Linked DNA regions of Drosophila melanogaster: regions 2, 3 and 4 are each linked to region 1. A link is a contact called in public Hi-C and HiChIP or PLAC-seq data. All regions are on one chromosome and are shown on one strand. The core of a region is the stretch at or near the end of the contact, and the rest is flanking DNA. Distances in the headings are between cores, read along the strand shown.

Region 1 (3,136 bases), core at 230-2,729:
AGTGAAATTCTTTAAGGTAGGATTTGCAACAATCCTATAGGCTTATTAAGCAGATTAAGTAGCATCACTTCCTTTTTGGATTACAGTTGCATGGGTTTGCTCAGTCACTTATATGTGTTGCGAATGCATCCGATTTTATAGACCAACATTTCCTAGCTATGCAATGTAGCGATCTATCCAACGGGTTTAAGCGGAACTAGTCCAATGCAAATGTATGTATATTTTGTAATTGCAATTTTAGTTGTTTCATACTAAGTATGCTCCATTTAAAACTGACATCTAAGACCAAACAATTATGCGATTCAGTACTATTAGTTGAGATCCACATCTTTCAGCTATACAAGATCATCTTATCTCATAGTTTTGGTTCTGTAAAAAACCGTTCTTTGGCAAGCGTTTTGGAACGTTTTGAGCCTCCTGGAATTCCAGTTTGTGCACCCACCCTATTTTCGGGCGACCCCGCCTGTCACCCTGCCCTCCCCCCGCCTAGTTGTTCTGATCGGCGTCTCCGCTTTACTCACCAGTTCCGCGAACGGTGTTTGGCAAATTCGCAAACGCCAGCGTCAACAGCAGCAGAGGCAGCGACGCCGGCAGCGACGCAACGGCGTGCATTTTGTTAATCCAAAAACAAATCCAAGTGTTTGGTGCGCGACTGCGACGTCGGCTGCGCTGCGATTGCATTGTAATCCAGTTTTCCAGTTAACCACTTTTCCAGTTTTTCACCTCTACTCGCTTCTCGGTTTCTTTAGCGCTCCTCTTTGGTCTCTCTTTGAGGATATGTTTAACTGCGAGTTTAGGTTTAGTATGCTAGTCTCAGTAGTTTAAGCAATTTTTTGTTTTAGCGCGTTTGTTGTTTTTTTGTTTTTTTTTTTGTTTTTTATAGTTTTGAACTTCAGACTTTAAAGCTTTATTTGATAAACTAAGAGGAGGCACTCTCCCGACGACGGCGACATTTTCCGTTTTGAAACATAAAAAAAAAGTGGCAAAAAAAGAACGCTTTTCGTGTATCTTTTGCTTGCTTTTCTCTTCGCGAGGATCGAGCCACAAATTCAAATTCAAACCGACGCCGCACGCTTGCGTATTGCTCTCTTCCTCTTGCGCTTCTTGCACTCGGCTTTCGTCTCACTCTCACACACGCGCGACTCGAGGTAGATACACTTTTCGAAAATCCTTGTTTCTCTCCCTCTCTCTCTCTCGCTCTCTGTGTCGCTCTCTCGTTGCTATCCCTGCGACAGGCACTCCTTGCTCTTGCTGAACGGCTTTCCCGCTGGGGCCATCCTTTTCATTTCATTGCATTTGCTTGCTGTGTAATTGATTTGTTTGTATATCCTGTTGGCAGCGCGATTTTACGTGCGTTGTTGCACACACATTCAAAAAAAAAATAAATGTTGAGAACTGTGCTCTGCGCTTTCCAGGTTCGTCTGCCTAACGCTCGTCCGCTTTCACAACCGTTTCGTCCACTGGAAAAAAGCGATCTGTTTCAAATCGGCAGTGTGACCGCGTCGGTGCAAGAAAAAGATACCGTATGGCGGGGAGCCATTTTGGCAGCGCGCTCTTTCGCAGCGTTGCGAGATCGGTTGGTGAACAAATAACGTTAGCCGGGCTCCGAGCCGCTTGCATGAGTAGTTTCCCCATTTCGCCGAATGGCGCTTTAGTGCCGTCATAGCGGTATGTAGAAATTACGCTATGTAAAATGTAAAATTCGACAATGTAAGATTCGTAGAAATTACGCTATGTATAATGTAAAATTCGACAATGTAAAATTCGTAGGCACTGGAAAAAAATGTGCATAAATTTGATTGAAAAACGCACTTGTAGCATTTTTTAAGTATTTTATTTTCCTTTTGTTCTCGTATCTTTATTTCAACTAATTTGAGTTGTTCTCGACTTAAGTTAGGTTTTCCCGCAATACGTTCTTAGTTTTCATTTTCCGTACCTTTTTTTTTCGCAACTCCGCTTCCTGCAATTATCATACTTTACTTGGCTTAATAGGATTTCATTTGAATTTCATTTCGTTTCGTGTGTAACGTCTATATAATTGAACGCTTAATTGAATCGTTTGACAATTATCGAAAACAAAAAAAAATATGTAACACCATACTTATCTCCGATTTTCGGAACGCTATCCCAGTTAAAAAGCTCGGCGCAATTGGCCCACGGAAAGAATAGAATTAGATTCGAGTGTATAAATCAGTTTAAACGAACGGGCATTATTTTTAAGCATTTTCAGAATTACTTTAGATAAATACATACATATGTATATTCTCGAAAGAAACAAAAAATAAAATATGAAACAATAAATTAGTTAATTAATTACAGTATTGGCTTAGTGAATTAAGAACCCAACGAGGAATCATAAGGCAGCATTTCGTGTTAAAAATTGAACGCTTTACACTTAATTGCGTTTTTTTTTTTTTTGGTAGATCGCTCAAATGTTTTACAAATTGTTTCTAAGCTTTTTAAGTTTTTCTTTTTACCTTTAAAATTCTTCATTTACGTCTATAAATAGGCTTAAACCTAAACTAGGCAGACAAAAAAAAAAAATTACAAACATTCTCTCTAATCTTAGCTAGTCATTTTTTAATTCAAGCGTTGACATACACATTTATGCTCTATATATATATATATATATATATATATACGATATACAATATTTCATTTGCTTCTTTACATAATTGATTTAAGTTCAAATATCATTTACGCGCTTAGGGCTAGACAAAAAAATATTCAACTTTTCACATGGATGCTGAAATGCTGTGCCACTGAAAACCCGATCAAAAAGTTGGAAAGTGGGAACTATATATATATATATATATATATATGTTGGTGGTTTTTCTAATTTTATTCACTTTACTCGTAAATCACCAATATTTGGACATCTTTTTGTTTTTAGTTTTTTGCGGCTTGGGGATTATCGATTAAATTGCAATAATACTGTAGCATCCCGTAAAAATATAGTTTTCAATTCAATTTCAATTTTGTTTGTTTGTGTGCAAAATAATAGTTATATATGTTACTTTTGGCTCTTCTTGACCGGGTCACAGATGCAGCACAGCACTTAATCTAAATATTTTCTCTCACTGCATTCAGTTGGTTTCGTTTGATGTATACGTAATTAAGTCTAAAAAATTTGATA
Region 2 (3,038 bases), core at 112-2,611, 340 kb after region 1:
CCCGGGATATGGAGCAGTTGTTGGCCACCAAAAATCTGGAGAAGCCACTGGAGCAGCCGGAGAATGGGTACACCTACAAGGCCACCTGGTTCATGCAGTTCCGGGCGGTCCTGTGGCGATCCTGGCTGTCGGTGCTCAAGGAACCACTCCTCGTAAAAGTGCGACTTATTCAGACAACGGTGAGTGGTTCCAGTGGAAACAAATGATATAACGCTTACAATTCTTGGAAACAAATTCGCTAGATTTTAGATAGAATTGCCTGATTCCACACCCTTCTTAGTTTTTTTCAATGAGATGTATAGTTTATAGTTTTGCAGAAGATAAATAAATTTCATTTAACTCGCGAATATTAATGAGATGCGAGTAACATTTTAATTTGCAGATGGTTGCCATCTTGATTGGCCTCATCTTTTTGGGCCAACAACTCACGCAAGTGGGTGTGATGAATATCAACGGAGCCATCTTCCTCTTCCTGACCAACATGACCTTTCAAAACGTCTTTGCCACGATAAATGTAAGTCATGTTTAGAATACATTTGCATTTCAATAATTTACTAACTTTCTAATGAATCGATTCGATTTAGGTGTTCACCTCAGAGCTGCCAGTTTTTATGAGGGAGGCCCGAAGTCGACTTTATCGCTGTGACACATACTTTCTGGGCAAAACGATTGCCGAATTGCCGCTTTTTCTCACAGTGCCACTGGTCTTCACGGCGATTGCCTATCCGATGATCGGACTGCGGGCCGGAGTGCTGCACTTCTTCAACTGCCTGGCGCTGGTCACTCTGGTGGCCAATGTGTCAACGTCCTTCGGATATCTAATATCCTGCGCCAGCTCCTCGACCTCGATGGCGCTGTCTGTGGGTCCGCCGGTTATCATACCATTCCTGCTCTTTGGCGGCTTCTTCTTGAACTCGGGCTCGGTGCCAGTATACCTCAAATGGTTGTCGTACCTCTCATGGTTCCGTTACGCCAACGAGGGTCTGCTGATTAACCAATGGGCGGACGTGGAGCCGGGCGAAATTAGCTGCACATCGTCGAACACCACGTGCCCCAGTTCGGGCAAGGTCATCCTGGAGACGCTTAACTTCTCCGCCGCCGATCTGCCGCTGGACTACGTGGGTCTGGCCATTCTCATCGTGAGCTTCCGGGTGCTCGCATATCTGGCTCTAAGACTTCGGGCCCGACGCAAGGAGTAGCCGACATATATCCGAAATAACTGCTTGTTTTTTTTTTTACCATTATTACCATCGTGTTTACTGTTTATTGCCCCCTCAAAAAGCTAATGTAATTATATTTGTGCCAATAAAAACAAGATATGACCTATAGAATACAAGTATTTCCCCTTCGAACATCCCCACAAGTAGACTTTGGATTTGTCTTCTAACCAAAAGACTTACACACCTGCATACCTTACATCAAAAACTCGTTTATCGCTACATAAAACACCGGGATATATTTTTTATATACAAACTTTTCAAATCGCGCGCCCTCTTCATAATTCACCTCCACCACACCACGTTTCGTAGTTGCTCTTTCGCTGTCTCCCACCCGCTCTCCGCAACACATTCACCTTTTGTTCGACGACCTTGGAGCGACTGTCGTTAGTTCCGCGCGATTCGGTTCGCTCAAATGGTTCCGAGTGGTTCATTTCGTCTCAATAGAAATTAGTAATAAATATTTGTATGTACAATTTATTTGCTCCAATATATTTGTATATATTTCCCTCACAGCTATATTTATTCTAATTTAATATTATGACTTTTTAAGGTAATTTTTTGTGACCTGTTCGGAGTGATTAGCGTTACAATTTGAACTGAAAGTGACATCCAGTGTTTGTTCCTTGTGTAGATGCATCTCAAAAAAATGGTGGGCATAATAGTGTTGTTTATATATATCAAAAATAACAACTATAATAATAAGAATACATTTAATTTAGAAAATGCTTGGATTTCACTGGAACTAGTTCTCTCTCTCTCTCTCTTATCTATCGCTACTTGGTTGGCGCGCTCTCGCGCTCTCTTTGTGTGCGTGTGGGCAGTGTGTTTTTTGTTGTTTTGCGCTTTATGTGTTGTATTTTGTGTGTTTGGCCGAAGTATTTAAAACAAAAGTGCAGCGGAAATAGTTAATAACAAAATATTAGTCGACGGTAGCGGTCCGGTTGTTTTCGTGCTCATCGCGAGTACGTATTTATTTTTAAAAAATAATAAACGCGAAAGGCAAGAGAACGCGGCATAAGTTGTGTTGACTTTTGAGTTTTGTTTGTTAATTTTCCAATTGCAAAGGCAAATTGCGGTCTTTTTTTTGTTGCTTCTTTGCTTTTCCAACGTGGCAACGTGATTGTGTGGGTGTGCTCTGGTGTGTGTGCATGTGTGTGAGTGCGTGCGTGTTTGTTTGTTGGGAAATCGCAGAAAAATATTTAATTGATTTTTCACCGGTTTATTTCCTAACCTCAAACGCAACATCTTCTGCTTCTTCTCTTTGCCAGCTGTTGCATACAACAAATAAAAATAATAAAAATAATAATAATAATAACAACAACCACCTAGGCAAACAAAAACAAACGGAGAAATAATAGCAGCCAAATAAAGGATAAACGGCGAGCAAAGCCGCAAAAAACCACCAGAATGAATATCGATTCGCTGAAAAACGAGTGGGAAGAACTCAATAAGGAGTTTGCCGAACTGGAGGTAAGCTCTATATATATTCATTTATATATACAAACATACATCTGTAGAATCGAGAAGTAATGCCCACAGACTATATAGATATCAATACCAAAATTCGAAGACATGAAAGAGGCACGCGCACAAACACCCACACGTGTGTCTGTGTCGCTTTCACCTTGGACAAAAACAGCTGCTTGTTCTTAAAAATACCCTTGCCAAAGAGAGCCAAATGAAATTCACTAAGAACTCAATAATTTCCATTAAATTTGATACTATTATCAGCAAAAAGTGTTAAGCACCATTATAAATGGCACCAAATTTTGTATGCATAATTGTATACACTTTTTTTTTCTTTCCAATCAGAAGATT
Region 3 (3,190 bases), core at 446-2,945, 310 kb before region 1:
TTTGGCTGTGCGAATATTTATGTTACAGCCGGCTAAAGATGCAGATACAGATATAGATACGGGTACGGATCGGTGCGATGTCGTAAAACTTGTCCAAATTTATAATTTGACATTTATGCATTCTTTATGATTATTTATTACGTTAATTTTTGATTAAAAGTGGCGTCGACAACAAACCCTAGCTCGTCTGACGCCCAAATCGCCTCCCCATTTTCCCCATCCTCTTGATTCATTTGCGACATTTGTGGCATCGCATTCTGACTCAATTAGATGAACTCGGTCGGCATGGAAGGATGAAGTTCGTGATCTTGGAATTGATTGAAGGGGTGCTTCCACGTACATATGTAAATACATACCATACATTTGTACATACATATGTACATTCTGTGGCAGTACTAAGATCGGACTAAGTGTTAGTACTCCGTATTAGGGTAGCATTCGAAAGGCAACAAATTGCATGCGAAATGCGAACAATTATTCATACTTTGTATTTCCGAGAGCGATTAATATGAATTTCGCATTCGCATTGGACTTAGAGACAAGGCAAATGGCATTAAGTGCAAATTTAGCCGGTAGGGGCGGTCATAATCAGTAGCATACATAAATTACACAGACAAATGCACACCAGACATACATATGTATGTACATACATACATATGTGCATACATATACTTCAGCCATAGCTACTATAGCTACTCATACTATATAGAAGTCTATTATCGTGCATTCGAATTTCAGATTTCTCCCCATGCTTTTCGCTGATTTAATTATTTTCATTTCAAATTTCGCACACACTGCTTTTGGTTTATTTTTTGTGTTTTTGTGTCGTTTTTTTTTTGTTTTTTGTTTTTTTTTTTTTGCTCGCTTTATTGCCCGTCCAACATCCGTCCCCGAACTTTGTCAACTGCAGTTAAAATTTATTTCATTTAATATTTCGCGGCGCACGAAGGCTCCATCTAAATACATTGTTCATACATATGTATGCATGTATGTATGTATGTAAAAAGCTCTCTAAAAAATTAAATGCCTGGCGCGTCTTTTTACATGCTGTGCAACATGCGAAAATAAGTCGTAAAGTCATTCTTAAATAAAAATGCCAATATAGGCAAATGTTTGCACGCTTTTTAGTCGTCGTTCGTTGTACATTGTACATACATACGTACATCATTTGCACACTCGACAATTGTGCCCTTGGCCCACCAGCAGTCGAGCCAAAGATTATGATGCTATGGTTAATGGTTAATGGTTAATGGTTAATGGGATTATGTCTGGGGTTCATCAGTTCCGGGATCGAAAAGTGGGATATGACAATAGCTTTAGCTGCAACCGAACATTGAGCATTCTAAAGCCGCCGGATTCGGGAATAATATGTATGTATGTATGGGACTAGGGTACGATAGTTCGTAGATAAGATAACAAATCTAGCGAGAAAGTTGCATAACCTGGATGGTATCTAGTGGAGTCATAATAGAATTATACAATGTTTATACTACTAATATAAGAGTCTATTTTTGGTAGCTCGATTGAGTCCTGGTATTATCTTGAGTACACACACACACACACACGCACACACACACATTTGATACATTCCAAAGGCAGTATACTGAAACTGAAACTGAAACCTGATAACAAGTTCGTGATCTCACGCTCGGAAGCAGTGTGTCCAAAAATAAATGATTTTCATATCTGCAATTACCAATTTCCCATAACTCGTGCCCAAAAAAACTATATAAATGTACATATGTATGTATGTGTTATCAATAATGCAATAGTTCGTGGAATTTACACTCAAATTGTCCCGATTGTTAATTGTTATTATTATTATTTTCGTATTCGCCGTTCGATAAATGATCGGGACACCCAGACATTTGATCACACATTATTTTGATGGACTTGGTCCAGGCGCAGCAGTGTGTACTATTATTATTATTATTATTATTATTATTATTATTATTATGTCTCGTCTGCGTCTTTGTTTATATTCAGTTGTTGTTGGTTTTGCCCAATCGCGCAGCTATTTTCTATTTGCACCGTAATTTTATTTCGCCTTCTACTTTGCCCTGCACTTTGTCACCTTCTATCAGTCGTTTTTTGTTTTGTTTTTTTGTTTTTTCCCGGTTCCTATTTGTTGTTTTCCTTGTGCATTTGGCAAATTAGCTACGCTGCAAGCACCACACCACCCCCCCCCCCACACCGTTTTTCCTTCAGTGTAAAATGTCAACACAAGAGGTGCAGTTATCGTAAATTTCTGTTTGTTTTTCTCGCCACCCATTGATTTTCATTTGCACAATGGGCATTTTGGTTTGTGGTGCAAAACTCGTTCAGTTTTAGAGCAATTATTTTTTGATATCGATAATGGTTTTTAAATTTGCTGTTCATTCTTAACAACGAGATGTAATAAATTCATTTTCCTAATCAATTTCCAGACATTTTTTCCGTCGCAATTGCCACTTTTATACGGCAAACGTGTATGTACATATATGTATATATGGTACATACACATAAACAAAATAACGCTAGGGTATCTCCTTACTGGCCGCTCATTACTTGCACTTTTCCCTTTGTTTTAGTCGCTTCATCAGCATTTCAAATGTGGGAAACGCTGCTGCTCAGTGGGCGTGGCAATGGAGGGGCGCCAAGCGAAAAATAAGCAAAAAAAAAACAAGATGGCTCAAATGTGAATCAAAGTGATAAAACTCGAAAATTTCTACAAATTGCAGTTCAGCTCAGAAAAGAAAACTAGACAAACGAACGTATGTACATATGTAGATACTGAAATTTATTTTATTTAAGTCACTAATTCGATTTGTTTTCTTGCAGTGCAGTTGATAAGACTGCAGTGAGAGGACATCTGTTAATTAGCCATGCACGTGGCTTTCATTTTTACGAAGCTTTGGCTTGGCGCCATTTTCTCTCATTTGGTGAGCACGCCCACTCCACTCCCCACTCCCCCCCACCCACCGCCCATCGTTATAATACAGTTTACAGTTACGCCGATAAGCTGCGAGTTGCCGCCAGTCAAGTAGTTTCACCCAATAATCGCATTTTCCATTGCACTTGCACGAGCAACTTTGGCCGTTTTGCTTACTACAATATATGCAAATGCATATAATGAATAAATGCATACATAAATCGCATTTAAATTTAGCCTTGCACCGAAAAAAAAATTACTTGAAATTTATTAATATTA
Region 4 (3,309 bases), core at 683-3,182, 470 kb after region 1:
TGGCATTTTGCACCCCCACCATTCAATATCTGTGTGGCATGGACGTGGAAGTGGAGTCATCGCCGCAGTTTAGCCGCACGAACTTCGGTTTCAGTTGAACCACGCCCAAAATAAATGCCCTATCCGTCAGAACCCCAACCAAGTTGAATGAAATTGAATGAAAACCCTTACCCAATAGCAAACTAGTTTTATTTCAAGGATGTAGATGTAGATGTATCCCTTGGATTTCACTTAAGATTAGCCAAGACTGGAACGTCTGAAGGGTAAATGCAAAGACACTAGAATAACAAGATGCGTAACGCCATACGATTTTTTGGCACACAATTTTTTGGCCGTGGCTCTAGAGGTGGCTCCAGGCTCTCTCGAATTTTTGTTAGAGAGCGAGAGAGCGAAGAGCGCTACAGCGAACAGCTCTTTTCAACGCACAAAGTGTGATAGCAGACAACTGTATGTGTGCACACGTATGCTCATGCATTGTAAATTTGACAAAATATGCCCTTCACCTCAGAAGTTCTTAGACTTTAAATCTATATTATTTTTGATCAATTGGCACCATGCGAAAAATTCTTGTTTTGCATGCCTTAACGTTATTATTATTTGAAAATAGGTTAGAAATAGCCAAATCTATGTACATATTATCACAAAAATAAATTTCAAAAATGGCTTTATATTAGAATATTTGTCATTAGAGTATTCATCTTGCGGCGTGTGAATAATTAATAAGGTAATGATTGTTGAGTGCTTGTGTCCGCACTTCGTGCCTCAAAATATGACCAAAGCAAAGAAACTAGAATAATTCTAGTGTCTTTGATATTACTTTTGCAATAAACAGTTATCATATTTAATTATTTAGTATATTTATTAAATCATTTGACTTAATATGATGTAACATTAACATTAAAAGTGTTTCAAAAAAAATATTTAGCTTTTAAAAAATTGTCAGATGAGAGACAAATTAGAATTAAACATAAATATAAATGTGTAAACGGTAGCTAATTCGAGCAACAATTTTAACAAACAAATTTAAAAAGCTTTAAAATTATAATAATTTTTTTTTAATTTATCATATTGCTAGGAAATTGGCAAAAACTACCCTAATATGTACCATGTAAATTCGTTTCTTCGATCAGAATTGATTTCGGCCCGAAAATCGTCTTCTAGCACAACACGCACACTTATACGCGTTCTTGTCTCTTGTTTTTACTCACACAAGCAAGCAAATTATATTTTTAGATTTCTTACGCTCTCAGCGGGAGTGAGCCGAAAGAGAGTAATTTTGGCCGTCACCAAAAAAGTGGCTGCATAGTGCCAAACCAATGTATGGCCGTTACGCATCTTGTTATTCTAGGGTCTTTGGTAAATGTATGTACGAGTATGTATAGCCCCAGTGTGCACCTTGTTTTTTTTATTTTAGAGTATTTTTTTATATATTTGATTCGCAATCTTCACCTTGCCGTTGTGCTGACAATTAAAAAATATACTCTATCAGTGCCATTTTTCTGTTTGCTACTAATGCTAATGCATATGCAGTATAGACTAGTGTTAGCATATATAGACTTCATTTAATTGAAACGAATTGATTTTATTCTATTTTATTGGCTAAGAAATCTATCTGTCGATCACGGTTTTTGGGCAAAAGAGAGGGCAGAGATCGGTTAAGCGAGGCGGTGGAAAAGGGATGGCCAGATGACGACCCACGCGGGCGGAGATCACGAGATGCCCCACAATCTGCAGCACTTGGCAACCTTATAGAAATGAATCCGCCAGCCATTGTCACCTGCATCGTTATCACATCACCACAACGGGTGTCGGTGGTCGGTCGTCTCTTCTATCGCAGCTTCGGTGGAACTTTCCATAGCATACTTTTGAATGCCACCAATAAAATCGGGCAACATTTTTTTCTCTTTTGTATCTACGTAAAGCCCAAATGCCTCCCCATCATCCCCAATCGTTAGAAGACCTCAAAGTGCCCAGAAAACAGCAACAGCAAATATACAAAACACAAACAAATCGGTGAAGAGGAAGCCATTTCGCCAAAGAGAAATCAATAGTTTGTGAGGTGCATTTTAAAGAGAACTACTTGTATCTGATATCTGGCATCTAGTAACTAGAATCCATTGAAAATGCTCTTTTCACAGCTGATCAAACACGAGTATTGAATGCGAGTTGACATGATAACATAAAATAAAATAAAGCAAATTAATATAAAAGCAGACGCGTAACGGCAATGGAAAAACAGCTGGGCAAATGCTAAATAAAAAACATTTCCATCGCTGTAAGTGACGAAAATAGCAACACTAATCACTAATCACTTGGTTGCATCGCTATCAGTGTGCAAATATAAATACACAAATTGCTATATTGTTCTTAGCAGATCAATATGGAGCATCAATATCCATCAATACAAGCCCACATTTACTCTTACTCTTCAATGGTCAGCAGCATCAATAGGTTTTATATGGATTCCCTGCTCTTTTCCAACAAATAATAATCCGAATTGCAAATATTCCTACTACTACTACTCCCAGTGAAAAGCACAAAAACATATTTTTCCATTTCAAATTCCAAATCGAACGTGAGGCAGGGCAGGGTAGAAAGGAAATGAGGTGAGAGGGCGGCATAAAAAACAAAAAACAAAAACAAAGACGACAGAGACACGCCTCCGTTTGGTCACAGATTTAGTGAATATACGAATGTACATACATATATAATACATATATACATATACGTAAAAATACATTTCACAAGCTGTTCAATATATGCATGTTGTTGGGCTTTGATATTTTTGGAAAAGTTTTTTGCTCTGTCATCCGTTTTATGAAACGAGCGCGTGATTGTCGAGCGTTAAAAAAAAAAGAAACAACAGCAGCTAACACGGCGTAATCTCTGCTCCCGAATCCCCAATTCCTTCCATCTTCCCATCCTCTTTCCTGCCACCCCCTCGACGGGAATATATATACATATATATATATATACCTATGGCTATATATAATCAGCGCTGTAAGCAATATAGCCGCGTGCCTCTTGATCTCTTTACTGCCGATGATCTTCGATCATGCAGGCTGTCGTAGCTTTGACTTAACCTCTACACAGCGAGAAATCGGGGGTGGGCGGTAGTTGGGCGAAGTGAAGTACCAAAAGTAAGCTAGGCAAGTTCTACAACATATATATATATATATAGTTCGCCAACCTTCCTGCTATCAGTCAGCATCTGCGAAAGCTGCAAATCACCACTACGACTCGCCGGATGGGAACTGCTTTGGGCTGATGATGATATGATGATGATACCGAGGTGACAAGCACGCTGTG

The links. Hi-C and Micro-C count contacts between places; a contact is called where the count stands out from the background. HiChIP or PLAC-seq counts read pairs in DNA pulled down with a chosen protein or histone mark.
Region 2: a CP190 HiChIP or PLAC-seq map of the Kc167 cell line shows a contact between it and region 1, with 3 times the contacts expected there. The contact joins the promoter of CG32795 here to the promoter of N in region 1. A contact is called at or near these places in 2 of 107 Hi-C or Micro-C datasets (eye imaginal disc and wing imaginal disc) and 1 of 6 datasets of contacts at active chromatin or transcription factors (the Kc167 cell line).
Region 3: a contact with region 1 is called in a Hi-C map of the Kc167 cell line, with 1.6 times the contacts expected there. The contact joins the promoter of CG12535 here to the promoter of N in region 1. A contact is called at or near these places in 3 of 107 Hi-C or Micro-C datasets (the Kc167 cell line, the ML-DmBG3-c2 cell line and wing imaginal disc) and 2 of 6 datasets of contacts at active chromatin or transcription factors (both in the Kc167 cell line).
Region 4: a contact with region 1 is called in a Hi-C map of the Kc167 cell line, with 1.7 times the contacts expected there. The contact joins the enhancer-like site here to the promoter of N in region 1. A contact is called at or near these places in 2 of 107 Hi-C or Micro-C datasets (the Kc167 cell line and the ML-DmBG3-c2 cell line).

Annotation. Positions count from the first base shown.
Region 1 is chrX:3,133,213-3,136,348 of dm6, reverse strand. It overlaps N (Notch), which reads right to left and starts at 1,479. Exons shown (of 9, transcript NM_057511.4): 1 at 522-1,479. The coding sequence starts at 681. kirre (kin of irre) reads right to left here. Exons shown (of 11, transcript NM_001258579.3): 11 at 1,817-3,136.
Region 2 is chrX:2,788,890-2,791,927 of dm6, reverse strand. It overlaps CG32795, which reads left to right and starts at 1,361. Exons shown (of 9, transcript NM_001258580.1): 1 at 1,361-1,683; 2 at 1,771-1,869; 3 at 2,550-2,690. The coding sequence starts at 2,628. All of the region lies in intron 2 of kirre (kin of irre), which reads right to left. It overlaps w (white), which reads left to right. Exons shown (of 6, transcript NM_057439.2): 4 at 1-179; 5 at 383-514; 6 at 585-1,329. The coding sequence ends at 1,199.
Region 3 is chrX:3,447,448-3,450,637 of dm6, reverse strand. CG12535 reads left to right here and starts at 1,695. Exons shown (of 4, transcript NM_001297909.1): 1 at 1,695-1,743. The region is part of intron 2 of lncRNA:CR44999 (long non-coding RNA:CR44999); the gene reads right to left.
Region 4 is chrX:2,662,489-2,665,797 of dm6, reverse strand. All of the region lies in intron 4 of sgg (shaggy), which reads right to left. Among named protein-coding and RNA genes, the nearest start is that of lncRNA:CR45197, 11 kb to the left of the region's middle. Within about 2 kb of position 1,932, at least 22 of the 39 cell types and tissues checked have an H3K27ac peak or open chromatin away from gene starts, as enhancers often do. A contact at or near this core is called in the Kc167 cell line, where this site is marked.